Regions from separate parts of the Triticum aestivum genome. Here region 1 is linked to region 2. A link is a contact called in public Hi-C data. All regions are on one chromosome and are shown on one strand. Each heading gives the region's core, a stretch centred on a gene start, on an enhancer-like site or on the middle of the called end of the contact. The rest is flanking DNA. Distances are from core to core; before and after follow the strand shown. Region 1 holds the start of LOC123156613 (protein FRA10AC1). Region 2 holds the start of LOC123157410 (putative disease resistance protein RGA3).

Region 1 (3,895 bases), core at 469-2,968, 170 kb after region 2:
CCAAAATCATATAAAACTATTGTAAACATGGCATAAATACTTCATAAATTATAAATACGGTGGAGACGTATCTGGGTGGCGGCTATTACAAGAACCGGACACTTTGATTGCGCGAGTATTGAAGGCTCGCTACTTCCCACACTGCTCGATGTTAGAGGCATGTAGCAGAAGAGATATGTCATATACTTGGAGAAGTATCTTGAAAGGTATTGTTTTACTTAAGCAATGTATAGTGTGGAGGATTGGTACAGGGGACAATGTGCGCATTTGGGATGACCCATGGCTGCCTCGAGGGATCACTAGGAGGCCCCGTACGAACCGCACGGGGGTGCTGCTTGACAGAGTCTCTGAGTTGATGAACCCAGTTACTGAGAATTGGGATGAGGAACTAGTCTTAGACTTGTTCTGTCCTGAAGATGCGAGAGATATCCTTGCGATCCCAGTCCGAAGTGGGATGGAGGACCAGCCAGCTTGGCATTTTGATCCGAGGGGGATCTTCTCGGTAAAGTCAGCATACCACTTAGGGACCAGCTTGAGAGATGCAGCCCTCAACAGGGATGCAAGCTCGTCGACAGCGGCCATGCCGAAGGACGTGTAGAAATGGACTAAAATCTAGAGGCTGGAGCTCCCACCCAAAGTACGGATGTTTTTGTGGCATTTTGCACATAACTCTCTGCCGACGCGTATGAACATCAAGAGGAAACATGTCGAGTTGGATACCTGTTGTCCGGTATGCATGAGAATGGACGAGGATGGTGGTCATCTGTTTTTGAAGTGCAAACAGGTCAAAGCACCTCTGGAGAGAGTTACAACTCGAGGATGTGCACACTTCTCTGCTAGAGTGTGCGAACCCCAGGATGATCTTTGAACGTGTGTGGTCCTTGGCACCATCACGACGCGATCTTGTGCTCATGCTGCTCTGGGAATGGTGGAACACCAGGAAGAAAGCAAATCAAGGGGAGAAGGTAAAGGCATGTGAGGCGATTGCTTACAATGTTCGAAGGCTGTGTGATGATTTCAGGGGGGGGGGGGCGGGTACAACGGAGGCATCCGGTGGGCAGCCTACGGTTGCAGCATGGACTAGACCGACTGAAGGACAGGTTAAAGTTAACTTTGATGCGGCATTTTATGCTGAACAGGGAAGTGGAGCCTGGGGATGCGTTTCTAGATCGAGTCAAGGGGAGTTCATTGGAGCATGTGTGGGCAAACTTGAACATCTTGCTTCGCCACTCCATGCTGAAGCAATGGCGTGTGTGCAAGCCATTGAAGCTGCGGCGGAGATGGGTATTCACCAGGTGGTCTTCGAATCGGATTCCTTGCAGCTGGTAAACGCCATCAACTCTGGCGACCATGACCTATCATTGATTGGAGTTCTGCTGCGTGATGTGCGTAACCTTTGTTATGCATCTCTTGATGCTTTTGAATTTAAGCACTGTAAGCGGCTATGTAATAAGGTTGCTCATACCCTAACTGATTGGGGATTTCGAGCAAATGTGTCGTGTACTTGGTGGAAGGACCAAGCCCCAAGTTGCGTGTATGATCTGGTAGCCAGCGAGTCTGCTGAGCTTGGTTAAAGTAATGGAATGCATGTTCCAGTTTAAAGAAAAAAACGGGTACGTTAGGACGTGCCCTTTGTATTTTTTTTTTGAGGGAACTTTGTATTTTCTTTTGAGGGGGCCCTTTGTGCTAGGCTGCTAAAAAGCCCGGCCCGTGAGATGGGCTCTAGCGGACGCGGCAAGTTGGTCCAGGAGCGGCCGGCGACCCACATCGTGGTTCCCTTCTGCCACCTCAAGGCTCCATCCTCCAGCGCCGCCACACCAGGCGCTCGCTTTACCATCCTCCCCCAAGCCCCGGCGCGGCACCCTGTCGGTAGGCTGGTGCTCGTGCGCCGGTCGCGGCTCCTGAGGGCCTCCGACGAGGCGGAGCGGGCGAGAGAGCGCGATGGCGTCGCTGGGGCGGCTCAAGTCCGCCATCTTCGACAGGGAGGAGAGGAAGATGTAAGGATCTCTGGCGCGGCAACCGCCCCATCTCGTCGCGTCCCTCTCTTTACCTTCTCCGATTTATTACTCGTCGATTTGGTGCCTTCTATTATTTGATTTTTTTTTTCTGCTGGAATCGGCTATAAAAACCCTAGCTTTTTTTTATTCTAAATTCCGTGCTGTTAAGGCTGTTAACGAGAAATGCTCACATGGTTTAGTACTTTTAATTATTTGATGATACAATCCTCACATGGTTTAGTACTTTTAATTCTCGAGGATACACAACTAATCTCCCTGCAGAAGTAATGCTGTGTTTTACAATGTTCTGCACGGTTTGCTACTTCTTTTTATCCTGGTGATATGCAAAATAATTGTGTCCGTGAACTTTAATTTACTTCTTGGCCCATAATTGCCTTGTACTCCCTCTGTTCCTAAATATAAGACCTTTTAGAGATTCCACTATGGAGTACATACGGATGTATGTAGTCATATTCTAGAGTGTAGATTCATTCATTTTGCTCCGTATGTAGTACATACGGATGTATGTAGTCATATTCTAGAGTGTAGATTCATTCATTTTGCTCTGTATGTAGTCTATATAGTGAAAAGGTCTTATATTATGTAACGGAGGTAGTACAAGTTAGAGTAGCCTAGTGTGCTAATCGAAGGCAATGGTTTTTGGCCGTTGAGTCTATCTTTTCGTTAGTTTGCTTGTGGTTCATAGGCTGCTCTGGATGTTGGATTGATGGATGCAGGCAGTACCAGTCGCACATCCAGGGGCTCAATGCATACGATCGCCATAAGAAGTTCATGAAGGATTACGGTATGATCTGTTGCTGCTGCTGTTTCCTGCAAAAGCATGCTGTTATTATCTTTGCCCCATTTTTTCTGATTGACTCTGGATTTATGTTGGTTATGGTTGACAAAAAAGGGTTTTGAATAAGATAGCATGGTAACGAAATCACGGGTTACGTAAACCAAATTATACTTGGTGGTGGGGGTTCAAAGAACAGGCAAGATTTGTAAATTGCAAGTCCACTAAAAACTTGCATTTCCGATGTAACTACACATACAAAATTGACCCTGCAAACTTCTTGTGCTTGTGTTATTACTAATTAGTTCAAGTGCTGACCTATGTATGGAATTCAGCATCCAACACACCACAACTACTATATATGCTTCTGGCTTTGTAATTGATCACAACCATTCATTGTGCTGGTGATCCTGCTTTAGAGTAGCTTTAAGTCTAATATATTTGTACCTTGTCTCAATGGTGAAACGGAAACTGGGGCACTGGCATATAACGAGTCATTTATTTGCTTAGTCTTGGTTTCCAAAAGGAACTGGATGTTGAACAGTCCCCTCTACTTAAGGAACAATTGGGGGCTACCTTCATCCATACATGGATTTTGTATTTCTATGTGTAACTTGTCACCTAGCTTAATACAGACAACATTCTAACATGGATTTTTAATATGGGATTTATATCTTTTGCCCAATGTCAACCATAGACAGGTCACATAACGACTCCCCCTTTTTGCTGATTGCTTCTGGAATTGTGTTGGTTCAGGTATTTATTTGTGGTTGAGCAAAATGGTTTGGGAATAAAATGGCATGGTAATGAATCATGAGTTAGGCAAGCCAAATTATAATTGTTAGCAATAATAGTGTTCAAAACAGTGGACACGTGTAAGTTGTAACTTTCAAGTATGCAAAAAACAGTTGCAGTTCTGCTGTAACTCCACATACAAACATAGCCATCGATTCTCCAAAATTTGTCCCGCAGCCTTCCTGTGCTCCTGTTATTTCTAGTTATCTCAAATGCTGAATTCTGTGTAGAAGTGAGCAACCATCACACTAGAATCTGGTTACCTGTGTAGGCTTCTGCCATTGTAGTTGATTACATTCATTCAGTA
Region 2 (3,693 bases), core at 711-3,210:
TGCATCAACCTTGTCCGGTCTAACTGCCGTCGACGCCACCACGACGCCAGATAGCACCACCTCCGTGCGCGAGTTCATCTCCGCGCGTCGGACTCCGAATCTCCACAGCGCCACGCCGCCAAGATCCGCGCCATCCATGTATAAGATGAAGTACCACTCCACCAAAGAAACCGTCCTCTGTTCCCCGAGCCCATGTGTACCTCCATGAATGACGCCCCCAAGGAGGAAACGACACCAGAGCGCCGCCATCATCCGATCAACTGATCTAGGGTTTCCTCCGGAGGTAGCAGAGAGTGACCTTGAACTTCTCCACGGTGATGCCTTCAGGAAGGGAACGACACAGACAGCTCCGCCACCGCCGGCCTTTGCAGTAGTCAAAAACAAGTTTTCACTCAGATCTGTTCACTTCATCTCTCGTGCACGGGCCGCCGCGTCCTGCGACGTCCCCGGGAGCGGGATCCCAAGATCCGCCGCCACCGGCGCCGCCACAAGGACCCACCACCCGACCGTCATCCTTGAAGGGGACGACGCCACCATCGTGCTCGGATCCGGCATCACGCCAACGCCTTCGGCCGCCCCCCCAACCCCCCAATCAGATCGGTGAAGGAGGATAGCCAACGCGAGCGCCCACCACCGCTTAGGACCGCCGGACGGCGCCCGAGCCCGACCACCTGAAGGAGAACCGGTCTGGGGCGGGAAACCCCAGATCCGCCGCCGCCGGCCCCCGCAGCACCGTCGGGATCCCATCGGGCCGCCGCCCGAGCACGCCAACTCCGCCTCCATGCTGTACGCCCAGGGACGCCGATGCATCTCAGCCAGAGGATCCCCTCGCGAAGAAAGGAGGAAGGCCCGCCGTCCGCCGTCCGCCGGGCGAGTTTCGCTCGCCAGCCTCCTTCGGCGGCGGCGGGGAAGAAGGGGAGGAGGGAGGTCGAGGGCGGCGGCGGTTGGGGCGCCCGAGTCGCCCCCCCTGGAGGCGACGCGAGCGAGAGTCTTTTCCTTTCGAGTGAGATGTGGGGTTTCCCAGAAGCTTCCAAAGTCGTGGATTGTGTTCCAGAAGTTTGTGAAGGTTCAGAGGCCGCCTTAAAGCCTACCACTAGATCGAGCTCGAGCTTTTGTCAGCCGAGGCTCAAAGTAGAAGACGAGACTTTGTATCATTAGGGATATCTTTGCGGTCCTATTTTTCGTGTTACTATGGTTAATGGACATGATTTGGTCTCCAACGGCGAACGATTCGGTTCCTACTTCCTGGTCTAGCGGCACACGACTCCCTAATCTCTTGCGTTAGATGCGCACATCTATGCGCAATACATGCAATACTACATAGACTCGTGAAATTGATCAATAGTACAAACTGTTTGCGACTATCTCCCTACAGTTGCACAACTACCCTCCGTAATAACACTGAAATTAGCCTGGCTTCCGTTTCCAATTTAAACCCCATCCAAGAAGGAAGGACTGGCCGGAAATCTGGGAAGAAGGTAGGAGGAGGACGAACCTTGCGTGCGGTGGAGTGGGGACGGATCTGAGCGGCACGGCGGCGGAGCGCCTCGTAGCGGAAGTCGTCGAGGATGCCGTCGGCGTGGTAGACGGCAGTCTTGAGGTCCTTGACCCACCGGCAGACGGCGGGGTTGGTGCGGCTCTTGGCGTCGGCGTCCAGCAGGATGTACTGGATGGCCGCGAGGTGCCGCTCCAGCTTCGGACGGGCCTTGTCCAGGCCCCACGCGCGCAGAAGCTCGCGCACCAGCGTGTCGCCGACCTTGGCGGCGACGCTGCTCACCAACGGTATCAGCAGCGAACCCATGTCGGTCGGTCGCCGCCGGTGAGTTGGCTCGGTCGCAGGAATGGAAGAACCAATATGAAAAGTTGGTTGTTTGTCACTCGCACGCTGCGACGGAACGCGCTAAAACAGGGGCCATGTATATTGCGATTTCTCGGCCACGCAGATCCGTTGCTCCAGCTGCGACTTGAGTGACTTTCTCTTTCGCGGGGTGCCACTTGAGTGACTTGACGACCTTCGCCACGAAACTTATCCCACCACCATTCTGTATCTTGATGTATACATCGATCGGCATCCTCTGGACCCCGACGCAATAATAGGAGGTGGGTCTTGTATGGGCAATCTCATTCAGCGCCGCGCAAGCGAGATGGCATGAATATGGGACCAATACAAAAGTCCTATTCTGATCCCAAAATCTGAACATTAAAAAAAAATCTGAATATTTTTTGGTAACTTTGACAAATTTTTTGTATGCTTGCGAAATTTCAGCACGAAATGACATTCGTGAAAGGCGTGGCAAAAAAACAAAATCAGCACTTCAAAATGTTTTCAAAACTAGCATTTTTGGAACATCGATTTTCTGCCACACCTTCCATGAATGTCATTTCGTGCTAAAATTTTACAAGCATACAAAATATTTGTCAAAGTTTACCACAAAAAATTCAAATTGTTTTGATTTTTTTACTATTTTTTTGATTTTACTGTTCATGAGGGAGTATTCGAGCTCGGGAGCAGATACTCCGCTCTACTGGAATCTCGTTTGCGCCGAGTTCTGATATTTTACCGAGTAAATTTTATCAAGATCTCGACAAAGTTTCTATCCCCCAAGTTTGATTCTAATTTGGACTCGACAGTGATACAAAACTAGGCATTTTCACATTTTGCCTAGCTAGTACCAGCCAGAAAGAACTCGGCGAACTAAATTTAAAGGATATGTCACTCGTGACGCATTAAGATGAGTTAAAGCAAAACATGTAGCTATAATACATCTGTTAAAAATAAATGAAGTTCTATAAAAGTTGTGGTGGATTTTCCAACTTTCAGTAAAATATTTTATATGTAAAATAGTGGTCAATTTGTATCTGATAGACATTAACTTGTGGTGAAACTTCTCTAGCATTTAGTAAAATATTCATATGCGAAATAGTGGTCACATTTGCATCTCACGCACTTTCCATGTCTATTACGTATGTTAGAATGGGGTCATCACGCAATTTAGAGGGAAGTAAGAGTACCACTATTCATGAAAGGAGGAAGTAAATTAGATAAATAAGCATTTGTATACAGTAAAAAAAATTCTTTTGTTTAGTTCATCTTTTTTCTAACAAGTACTCCATCAGAAAGATCATCTAAACATTACCGAGCCTTGCTCATAGGCATTTATAGTTTTACATCTAACCAACGTCCGCCAATCTTCATGTTAACTTGACAAATTATTGAGTAAACATTCACATAAACACTATTGGCTCGCTGGCGGCATGAGCTTGTTAATTATAAGCATTGATCTACTATCACGTGAAAATGACACATATAACCATTAATTGAGTGTGTTTGAAGGAAGTAATCATCATCAACCTACAATGAAAGATGATAGAATATATTACCCATACACGTCTTATTTCATTTGGCATCTTGACTAAGCCTTCCACTGTATAGTTAGGTAGGAGCATGCTGCAATTTATTTCTGAAGTTGGTGGGAGCACTTGTATACACTAGATGATAAAAATCACATTGCACAAGAAAATACCAGTTAATCTATACAAATTAACAGAATCCACATCTTTTTATGTTAATCTATACAAATACCACTCATTACACAAAGCGATGCCATTTCAATAACTTAGTATAGAGTATACACACATTGTCAATTTATTACTAGATTCATTGTAACTTGCAAGACACATTTGATCACAAAA

What was found. A called contact is a pair of places that touch in the nucleus more often than the background predicts.
Region 1: a contact with region 2 is called in a Hi-C map of leaf, with 6 times the contacts expected there. The contact joins the promoter of LOC123156613 here to the promoter of LOC123157410 in region 2. A contact is called at or near these places in 1 of 5 Hi-C or Micro-C datasets (leaf) and 1 of 1 datasets of contacts at active chromatin or transcription factors (leaf).

What each region holds. Positions count from the first base shown.
Region 1 is chr7B:114,251,253-114,255,147 of IWGSC CS RefSeq v2.1, forward strand. LOC123156613 (protein FRA10AC1) reads left to right here and starts at 1,719. Exons shown (of 11, transcript XR_006478252.1): 1 at 1,719-1,997; 2 at 2,735-2,802.
Region 2 is chr7B:114,083,013-114,086,705 of IWGSC CS RefSeq v2.1, forward strand. It overlaps LOC123157410 (putative disease resistance protein RGA3), which reads right to left and starts at 1,961. Exons shown (of 3, transcript XM_044575687.1): 1 at 1,496-1,961. The coding sequence starts at 1,801.